Regions from separate parts of the Mus musculus genome. Here all the other regions are linked to region 3. The links are chromatin contacts, called in public Hi-C and HiChIP or PLAC-seq maps. All regions are on one chromosome and are shown on one strand. The core of a region is the stretch at or near the end of the contact, and the rest is flanking DNA. Distances in the headings are between cores, read along the strand shown. Region 1 holds the start of Pantr2 (POU domain, class 3, transcription factor 3 adjacent noncoding transcript 2). Region 2 holds the start of Pantr1 (POU domain, class 3, transcription factor 3 adjacent noncoding transcript 1). Region 3 holds the start of Tfap2d (transcription factor AP-2, delta).

The links. A called contact is a pair of places that touch in the nucleus more often than the background predicts. HiChIP or PLAC-seq counts read pairs in DNA pulled down with a chosen protein or histone mark.
Region 1: an H3K27ac HiChIP or PLAC-seq map of embryonic stem cells shows a contact between it and region 3, with 16 times the contacts expected there. The contact joins the promoter of Pantr2 here to the promoter of Tfap2d in region 3. A contact is called at or near these places in 1 of 484 Hi-C or Micro-C datasets (epiblasts) and 1 of 115 datasets of contacts at active chromatin or transcription factors (embryonic stem cells).
Region 2: a Hi-C map of embryonic stem cells shows a contact between it and region 3, with 9 times the contacts expected there. The contact joins the promoter of Pantr1 here to the promoter of Tfap2d in region 3. A contact is called at or near these places in 2 of 39 promoter capture datasets (cranial neural crest and embryonic stem cells) and 5 of 484 Hi-C or Micro-C datasets (embryonic stem cells and epiblasts).

Annotation. Positions count from the first base shown.
Region 1 is chr1:42,712,132-42,714,831 of GRCm38.p6, reverse strand. It overlaps Pantr2 (POU domain, class 3, transcription factor 3 adjacent noncoding transcript 2), which reads left to right and starts at 1,378. Exons shown (of 4, transcript NR_110495.1): 1 at 1,378-1,477; 2 at 2,527-2,629. The region is part of intron 1 of Gm46091 (predicted gene, 46091); the gene reads right to left.
Region 2 is chr1:42,693,470-42,696,169 of GRCm38.p6, reverse strand. It overlaps Pantr1 (POU domain, class 3, transcription factor 3 adjacent noncoding transcript 1), which reads left to right and starts at 1,345. Exons shown (of 4, transcript NR_027826.2): 1 at 1,345-1,423. Pou3f3 (POU domain, class 3, transcription factor 3) reads right to left here and starts at 402. Exons shown (of 1, transcript NM_008900.3): 1 at 1-402. All of the region lies in intron 1 of Gm46091 (predicted gene, 46091), which reads right to left.
Region 3 is chr1:19,101,721-19,104,420 of GRCm38.p6, reverse strand. Tfap2d (transcription factor AP-2, delta) reads right to left here and starts at 1,399. Exons shown (of 8, transcript NM_153154.3): 1 at 1,127-1,399; 2 at 1-57. The coding sequence starts at 1,165. The region is part of intron 1 of Gm15825 (predicted gene 15825); the gene reads left to right.

The sequences.
Region 1 (2,700 bases), core at 129-2,628, about 24 Mb before region 3:
GCTTGAGAGTGTGGATAGAGTTGGGGAAAGGACTCTCCGGAGCCCAGCCTGGGCACCTCACAGGTCCTAACCTCCACCCACTTTCAACTTTTTGCTGTTCCCGTTAGATGGCGCTCAAGACTTTCTAACCATTTGTGAAAGTGCTCCTGGTCCGGAACAAAAAGAGCCTTATCGAGAGAGAGAGTGTGGAGTGGGCGTGAGCGGGGGGGGGGGGGGGGGGGCTGGGGGGGGGGATGTGGGGGTGAAAGCACACCAGGGCGCGGGCGTCGCCTGGCACCAGGAGGAGCGGTCACGGGTCAGCTGGCCCCGGGCGGGGGTGCATCCCAGGCAGGGCCTCCTCCGCAGCGGGCCCAGAACTTTCTCTGCTTCCTCTTCCTTTCCCATTCCGCTTTTCTCCTGGTCCCTGCTGAGCAGTTGGCAGATGGGTTTCGGCCTCCGGAAGGCCGAGGACTGCACATCTATGCAGGCCCTCCGTGCTCTGGAAGAAAGAGGCCTGGAATTGAGCAGTGGCGCTGGGGTTCAGACCAATTCTCCCCACGAGTACCCCCACAAGGGTTCTGAGTTCTCAAGCTCCAGCTCTGCACATCAGCCATGGGACAGGTGCAGGTTTTGTTTTAGGCTCTCAAAGTGATGTTTCTAAGTTCCCCGAGTGCATGTTTCAAGCAATACAGAGCAAACTTTCTGGTCCCCGGGCGGATGACGCCTGAATGAAGTCAAACCACCGTCCTTTTAAAACTATAAAATGAAAGAAACTAATGAAAGGCCCTGGAAACCCTGAAGCATTAGATGTGACCACTTATTTTTAAATAATTATGCGACGAGTGATCGGGGCTTCCAAAGCTTTCCAAATATCTCTTCTTTCGCAGTCTCTAGGAAGTGTCTTGACTGTAGGCGAGCGGGTACTCTGATCTTTCCCTTCCCTTCCCTTCCCTGTTCGCCCAAGTGTTCAGGAGCTGTGTGCCCGGTTACCCCTAGGACCGGAGGGAGCAGACACCTTCCTTTGTGAGTCCCCCTGGCTGGGAACTTTCCCGCGCGGCGGGTTCCCCTTTAAGAAAGTAGCGATTGCTATGAATATTTAATGCGGAGCTGGAGCCCGTCGGGCCGAGGGGAGACCCGGCCCGCGCTCTGCGGCCGGGGCGTAGCTCTAGCTCATCCCCCACCAGTTCAGCCACGGTAGGATGAGGAGGATGAGGGTTTGCGGGAGGAAAAGCTTTGGAGAGATGGGGTGCGGGACTATGGAACCCGCTTGAGTCCAGTAGGCCAGCGCGGGTCATTTCCATAAGAAAGCCGCAACCCAGCTGGAGGCTGCGGTTCTTCATGGCCTCCCTGCCCCCACCATCATTGGCAGCGTGTCGCGGGCTTCTCTGCAGCCTAGATCTAGGCGACTGGTGTGGATTGGTGTTGATGAGATGTGGCTTCCAGCGTTGCCCGACTCAGACCTGTTTCCAGTCTGGATGGAGCGGACCGACTGTGTGGGGTGAGTCCAGGGTGCGGCGGAGCCAGTAAGAGTTGAGGAGAGCGCGGGGAAGCTAGTCCGTAGTGGGCACCTCGGATTAGGAAGTCCTGAGAAGTACTCTGAAGCGGGGTGTGAAGAGAGAGTACTGGGAGAAGGCCTAGGAAGCTAAGCCGTCCTTGCTGCCCCTCTCAAATCCCCGGAGCTTTCGCTTTCAGTGGGTGACCCTCTTCCAGCGAAGGGATGGAAAGTGAACTTGGTCGGGCATTTGATCTAGCTAGCAAAGCGGTTCTTTTCTGTGTACATTGAGTACATTGAGTTTCTTCTCTGCTTTCAAGAGCCCACGCACGATGGCCACGCATCTTCAGGTCTATCAAACACACACACACACACACACACACACACACACACACACACACACACACATACACACACACATCTAGAGAAATTAAAACCTAGATCTATAGTGTTCAAAAAAAAAAAAAAAGCAAAGCAGAGGAGATAATGTGTGAGACAGCCGTCTTCACTTTGCCTTCTATTGGGAAAAGTTGCCTGAGAAGGAATAACTTCCCTTTTATGGATTCTGAACCACCTGTACTTTGCTACAAAGCTTAGTTGGGTCACAAATAAAACACCAGTTACATCGAGCAATGAAACCAATTACAACTATTAACAACTTTATTACTTATGATTAGACTTGAGAACTTTAAACTCAGACAATATGATCGAGTTATTTTTCAAACCAGCTAAGATTTTTACACCATCCCTCCCCACTCCACTTCCTACCCCTGTCCCCAAGAAGTAAGAAGAGTAGAAATGATATTTCAGGGAGTTTGTATGTATCCGTGGTCAATATTATATTTGTTTCTTTTAGTAAAGTTTGTTGCTTCTTGTACCTAATGGTACCTTGATTCCTGATTCTGTCGAGTTATGGAGAGCATAATTGAAGATGGCTGGTTACAACCGACTTGGTTTGGATGTGGAATTGGGGCAAGCACTCTCTCCCAGTACTCTAGTAATGCTGAAAACCCAAATCTATTTAAAAGGACAAGTTGTTTTAACTTCTACCACAGATGGGGTGAGAGGAACAAGTGAAACTCAACAGCTAAGGAGAAAATGAAGAACTAGTGCTACGTTTTCCACGTTCTTTTTGCTCCGGGGTTGACATGGCATTTGGTGAGTCTTTCCTGAGACTGTGGCTGTCTGGAGAGGGGAAAGTATCAGAGAAGTTTTACCAGTCTTAAGGC
Region 2 (2,700 bases), core at 96-2,595, about 24 Mb before region 3:
AAAAAAAAATGTCGAATTGTTCTGTTACCTTGTTGCTGAAGGTTGGGGTTGATGTTTTATTTTTTCCCCGGCAGTTGTCTGGAGAAGGAGGAGGAAGAAGAGTGCATTGGTGGAGGTGGAGATGTGTGTGTGCATACAGGGAATCCTTGATACACAACCAACTCCTGTGGGCACGTTGTACCGCTCCTAGAGTACCCGACGGCGGGCGCGGGAGCAGGCGTGCCGGGGCAGAGTTGCAGCCGGAGCTAGCTCTGCGCCCGGATTCTCTCTCTTTCTCTCTGTCTCACTTTCCCTCTCTCTCTCACTCTCTCTCTCCCTCTCTCCTTCTCTCGAGCGCCCGCTCCCGCTAGGATCTGACAGTTCGCTCTCCGTCCCTCCCTCTCAGAGCAGGGACTGTCGAATGTTTACCCTCCGCCGCAAGCGCGCACCCACCACCACACTTTCCCAAATACAAGGAAGTCGAGCACCAGGGCCCCTGCTGATTGGCTACCCGCTGGGTGATTGGCAAGCCTGGAATGACTGGCTTAGGACGCCTGGCCCCCCTTCCGGCCGTTCCGATTGGTTGCTTTTTAATTTAGGCAGAGCGTCGTAGAAGCTGGAAATCTGTTGTCCCCCCCCCCCCGCCCCATCCTCCCTCCTCCGCGCCACTTTCCCCTCCACGCCCCTCCCCCTCCGCCCCCTTCGTCGTCCCCCCCCCTCGCTCCACCCCTCCGCCACATCTTAACTCTTAGTGTCCAGCCCAAACGTCTGCGTTCCCTTGGCGGCTCCCTGTGTTCGCGATTGGTCTGGGGGGGTTGGGAGAGAAATGGAAGAGAAAAGGAGGGGGCGGGTAGAAGGGGGACCAGGAGGAAAATGAAGAGGGGAAAAAAATCTTGAAAAATAGCAGTCTACCCATTCTACCTAGACTGCGTTGTGTCGCACCCCCACCCCACGCGAGAGATTTGTAAAGCGCGCGCCGCGGATGTACGTTCAAGCTAATACCTATAGACAGATGTGTCCCCACTGGTTTCAAAGTTTCCTCTTCCCTTCACGCGCGGGCCCCCATCTCTGTCCTGCAGGAGGTGGGAAAGGAAGGCTTGCCTCGCGCAGAGCTCCTGTGGCCAAGCTTCTTGGAAATCCGCCACTGCAACTTTGTGCAGCCGCGGCGCGCCGGCGGCGACCCTCTTTGTTTAAGTTCTCGGATGCCATCATCTGGGAAACCTGCAGCCCTGTACCAGCGCGGGGCCCGCGCGTGCGAGTCCGACCGCTTGCTGCGGCTGCTCGCTCTCCAACCCCCCCTCCCTCCTTTCCTCCCTCCCACCCACCCTCCTCTGGGATTCTTGCAAGTATCGTGCGTGCCCTTGTGAGTTTGGAGGGTGCCGGTCAACGAAGCCACGCGAGGTATTTGAAAGGCAATCAGCCCGACCGTCCCCCTAGATTCATCGTAAGTGTATTCGATCCCAATGCCTTTAGAATGCAGTGTCTGCCTCAGCTCGCCTAGAGGGCCTAGGGCTGCTAGCTGCTCACCCGCCCCCCACCCCGGTCCCCTTTACCGCTGACTCGTGTGTGTGTGTGTGTGTGTGTGTGTGTGTGTGCGTGCGTGTGTGCGCGCGTGTGAGTGTGTTCATTGGTGGGGTTTTCACTCGCTTGCTATTCTTGGGCATGGGGACGCTTTATTTTCCTCTTTCTTTGGGTCTCAGGTTTTGCGAGGTGGCTGTGACCGCTGTCGACAAGTGCTTTCTCAGCCGCAACCCAGCTGAAAGAGTTAAGGGGCCCGGGAGGAGGAGTGCGCCCGGTAGGCGGGAGAAGAGGGGGTGGTGTGGTGTGTGTGTGTTGGGGGGGGGGGGGACGACGCGGCCAAGCGGAAACGCCGCACAGAGGAACCTCAGCGAACCAAGAAAAAAGAGAAAGTGGCAACGAAAACAAGGACAAATTAAATCCTCCTTGGGGATTTCCAATGAACTAACCCAATTCGGACATTCAATAAATACACGACTCTTAATGAGTGTGCGTGTGCTTGCACCCCGCACCCTCAGCTGCAGGGCACCGGACCGCAATCTGCAGTTTCTAGTCCAAGCAGCAGCCGAGAACGTAACCCGGCGGTCGGTGTGCTCCGAATATAAAGAACTGGCCTGCCTTCTCCCCGATGCATAATTTCTCTAGAGGGCTCACTTCTGTGAACTCAGTTACAGAGGGAGCTCTCCAGCTCAGCAGCAGCCTCGCAGCCTCTGCGTGATCTCGAGATTAACCGTAGACGCGGGGCATTTATGTAGGATCGGGTCCAGCTCCTGCTTGCCGGGGTGAAAAGATACCATCGTAGAAACAGATCTAAAAGGCAGCAGTAACCAAAGCCCCAAAACAGAACGGATTCCCCCCTCCATTCCAAAAGGTTCCTTTTTATATTTATATATGCGTATATGTATATATAAAAGATGGAACACAGATTTCATTGAATAAATCTGAGATCTCCAGGTGCAGACGTTTGAATAGTCGGTGCCAGCACCCCGTGTTTTCCTTTCCTGCCGATTTTGCTTGGATCCGGCTCAAAAACCGAAAGAGTCTCGTGGTTTTGTTTACACTGAATGGGGAGGATAGGAACAGAGCCATGGGGCCGCCTTTCATTAATATACAGTGAGGATTTTGTCTAAATTACTGCTATGAGTTTCACAGTACACGCTTTCAAAAGCCGTCTCAGGTGGCCTGATGAAACGGGATAGCGCC
Region 3 (2,700 bases), core at 150-2,649:
GGACTCCAGACAGCCAAGCTGCATCAAACGGTAGCTGTTTGATCCGTCGTGACGTATCTGGAAGGAAGAGGGGGAAAGGGGAGAGCAGAAAAACTTGAGGTTTGTCATTTTGCAACCAAGGCGCCACTCTCCCAGAGTCGGGAGCTTTCCCTGTCTCTCCCTAGGAGGAGAGAGCGCGCTGGGCTTCCGGAGAGCAGCCGGACTCAGTGAGTGCCTTCACCAAGCAGACTTCGCTAACAGTTGAACTGGGGGTGGGCGGCCTCGTCTTCACAGTGGAGAGAGCGGGGTGGGGTGGGGGGAATCCCCCACCCTATATAGGTGCGGGCGACATTACACATGCACACACAGTCAGACAGACAGACGGACAGACACACACACACACTCAAATACACTCACACCCTTCAATTCTCAACTTGTGCCTGGAGCTAGGCGTTGGGAGTCAGGTTTGCAGGTGACTGGGGGCTTAGGGGAGCAAGAGAGTCCACATGCAGAAAACGCTAGGATGCACATCGCTACTCCAGCCAGACCCTAGCACCGAAATGCCTCCTGGCCATGCGGAGGTGTTCAGCCTGAGCTGCTAAAAAAAAAATAAATAAATAAAAGGATCACCGTCCACAAATATAAAGGTATATATACATGTACATTAAAAATCCCAGTCCGTGCAAATTGTTCAACTTGCTCGCCCCCATAGCCACTTGTGTGCCATTTCTTGAATAAACCCCTTCTGAAAGGGATGCGCTGCGTTCTTCCCCCCCACCCCCCAACCCCCACGTCCACCTACTGTCCCTCATCAGTCCCCTTTCTTTGCTTTTCGGAGAATCCTTTCTGTGTCTCTAGCTTTCTCCTCGTCCCCACTTATTGTTAGGATTATGCTTCTCCCTCATTACTGCAAATGGTGCTTAACTTGGAGGAGAGTTGCCCTCCCTGCGACAGATGTCATAACGAACTTTCTCCCGTTCCCTTCCGTAACTTCTCCCGAAAGCCAGATTATAATTAAACGTAACGGTCCAATATAGATTAGAGGCAGGGGAAGCTGCCACCACCACCGCCACCACCACCGCCGCCGCCACACACTCACACACTCACGCGCGCGCGCTCACACACACACACAAAAAAGTAATAATACCTCCGCATCGTGGACTAGTCCGGGAAAGGTAGTTGACATGATGGGTTTCTCCAAAAGCTTACGATGCAATTTCCCCCTCCAAAAAAAGAATCAGGAAAAAAAAATCCAAAACTTCTTGTATTTTCCAATTTTTTTTAAAGGAAGAAAAAAAATGTTCCGTAGATAGAGATCTAAACTGTAATGGTTTTGCCCGGATCAGATAGCTCCTTGCCTCGTACCCACTTAAAAAACCTGTAGGAACAAAATTTTCCCTCTGCACAAAAGCAGCTCCCTGGAACAGATTTTGTACTTGCTGAGAATTTCTTTGGCTGATGTCGTAGGTCCCTTGGTAATATAGAAGTTTTGAAAATTAAGCATCAGCAGTGAGAACGGGGAGGACAATAGGCAGAAGAGATTTATCCCATGAGACAAGGAATAAATATTGTATCTTCGCCTAATAAGGAACTGGGGGTTCTTTCAACATTTTTTATCCATTTTCCACAACCTTTATCATGCTTTTCTATACCGACTGAGGTGAGGACGCATCTCTGCAGAGAGCATTTACACATTTTTATTGCGAAGATAGAAATCTATCCCCAATACATGCAGCTTACAGACAGAAACATATATTAATTAAACCTTTCTTTTACATGACTGGGCATTTGTTCCTATTGGTTCCACTCCCTGGATGTTGAAAGCTGATCTTTTTTTCCAACAGGCATTGCAATCAGTCTTGCCCAGTTGGGATGTCTGCCTTCTTCCAAGTGAAAACAATACCCCTTTTCTCATATTTACATTGAATTTCTGTTCTTCGTCCTTGAAAGGCAACACCAGGTGGTGGCTAACATTTTTTTAAGCAGTTTTTAAGATAGATAATCATGATGGACAGTCCTAAGTTTCTGTTACAAAGAAGTAGGACAACTGGAAAAATGTATGAGAATAAAGATGTGTGAGGATATTGCACACTTAAGTAAATGTCTTTCACTCCCCAACCCAGCCTGTTTTCCCCCCTTTACTATTTTTCTTTTCCCTTTTCTTTTAAACAGTGTGATTTTTGTTTGTTTGTTTGTTTGGTTTTTTTATTTGTTCTCCTCTCTGTGTCCCTCTCTGTATCTGTCTGTCTGTCTGCCTGTCTCTCCTTATTTCTATTTTGGAAGGTGGGAGTGTGGACCATTCAACAACAGGAAGCAGTTATATTACCCCTAAAGGACCCCCAAATACTTGCATTACATTTACAAAGAGGGTGCTGGAAAGGGACAGGGAACAACAGCGCACACTGACACACACACACACACACACACACACACCTATTTCCATTTCTTCTAGGTTTCTCAACTTTCAAACAGTTTTAGAGTTATACTTCATCCAAAATTTAGGCTGATCCACTGAGTTATCTAGTGTCTTGAAGGTCTCTCTCTCTCTCTCTCTCTCTCTCTCTCTCTCTCTCTCTCTCTCTCTCTGTGTGTGTGTGTGTGTGTGTGTGTGTGTGTGATAGCAACAAGCTCAAGATATAGAGGCTATGCTAGGTTTTATCAGCAAACTTGCCTACTCAAGGGGGAAAAAAATAAAACACCCAAAACCTGGAGGGTTAGTTG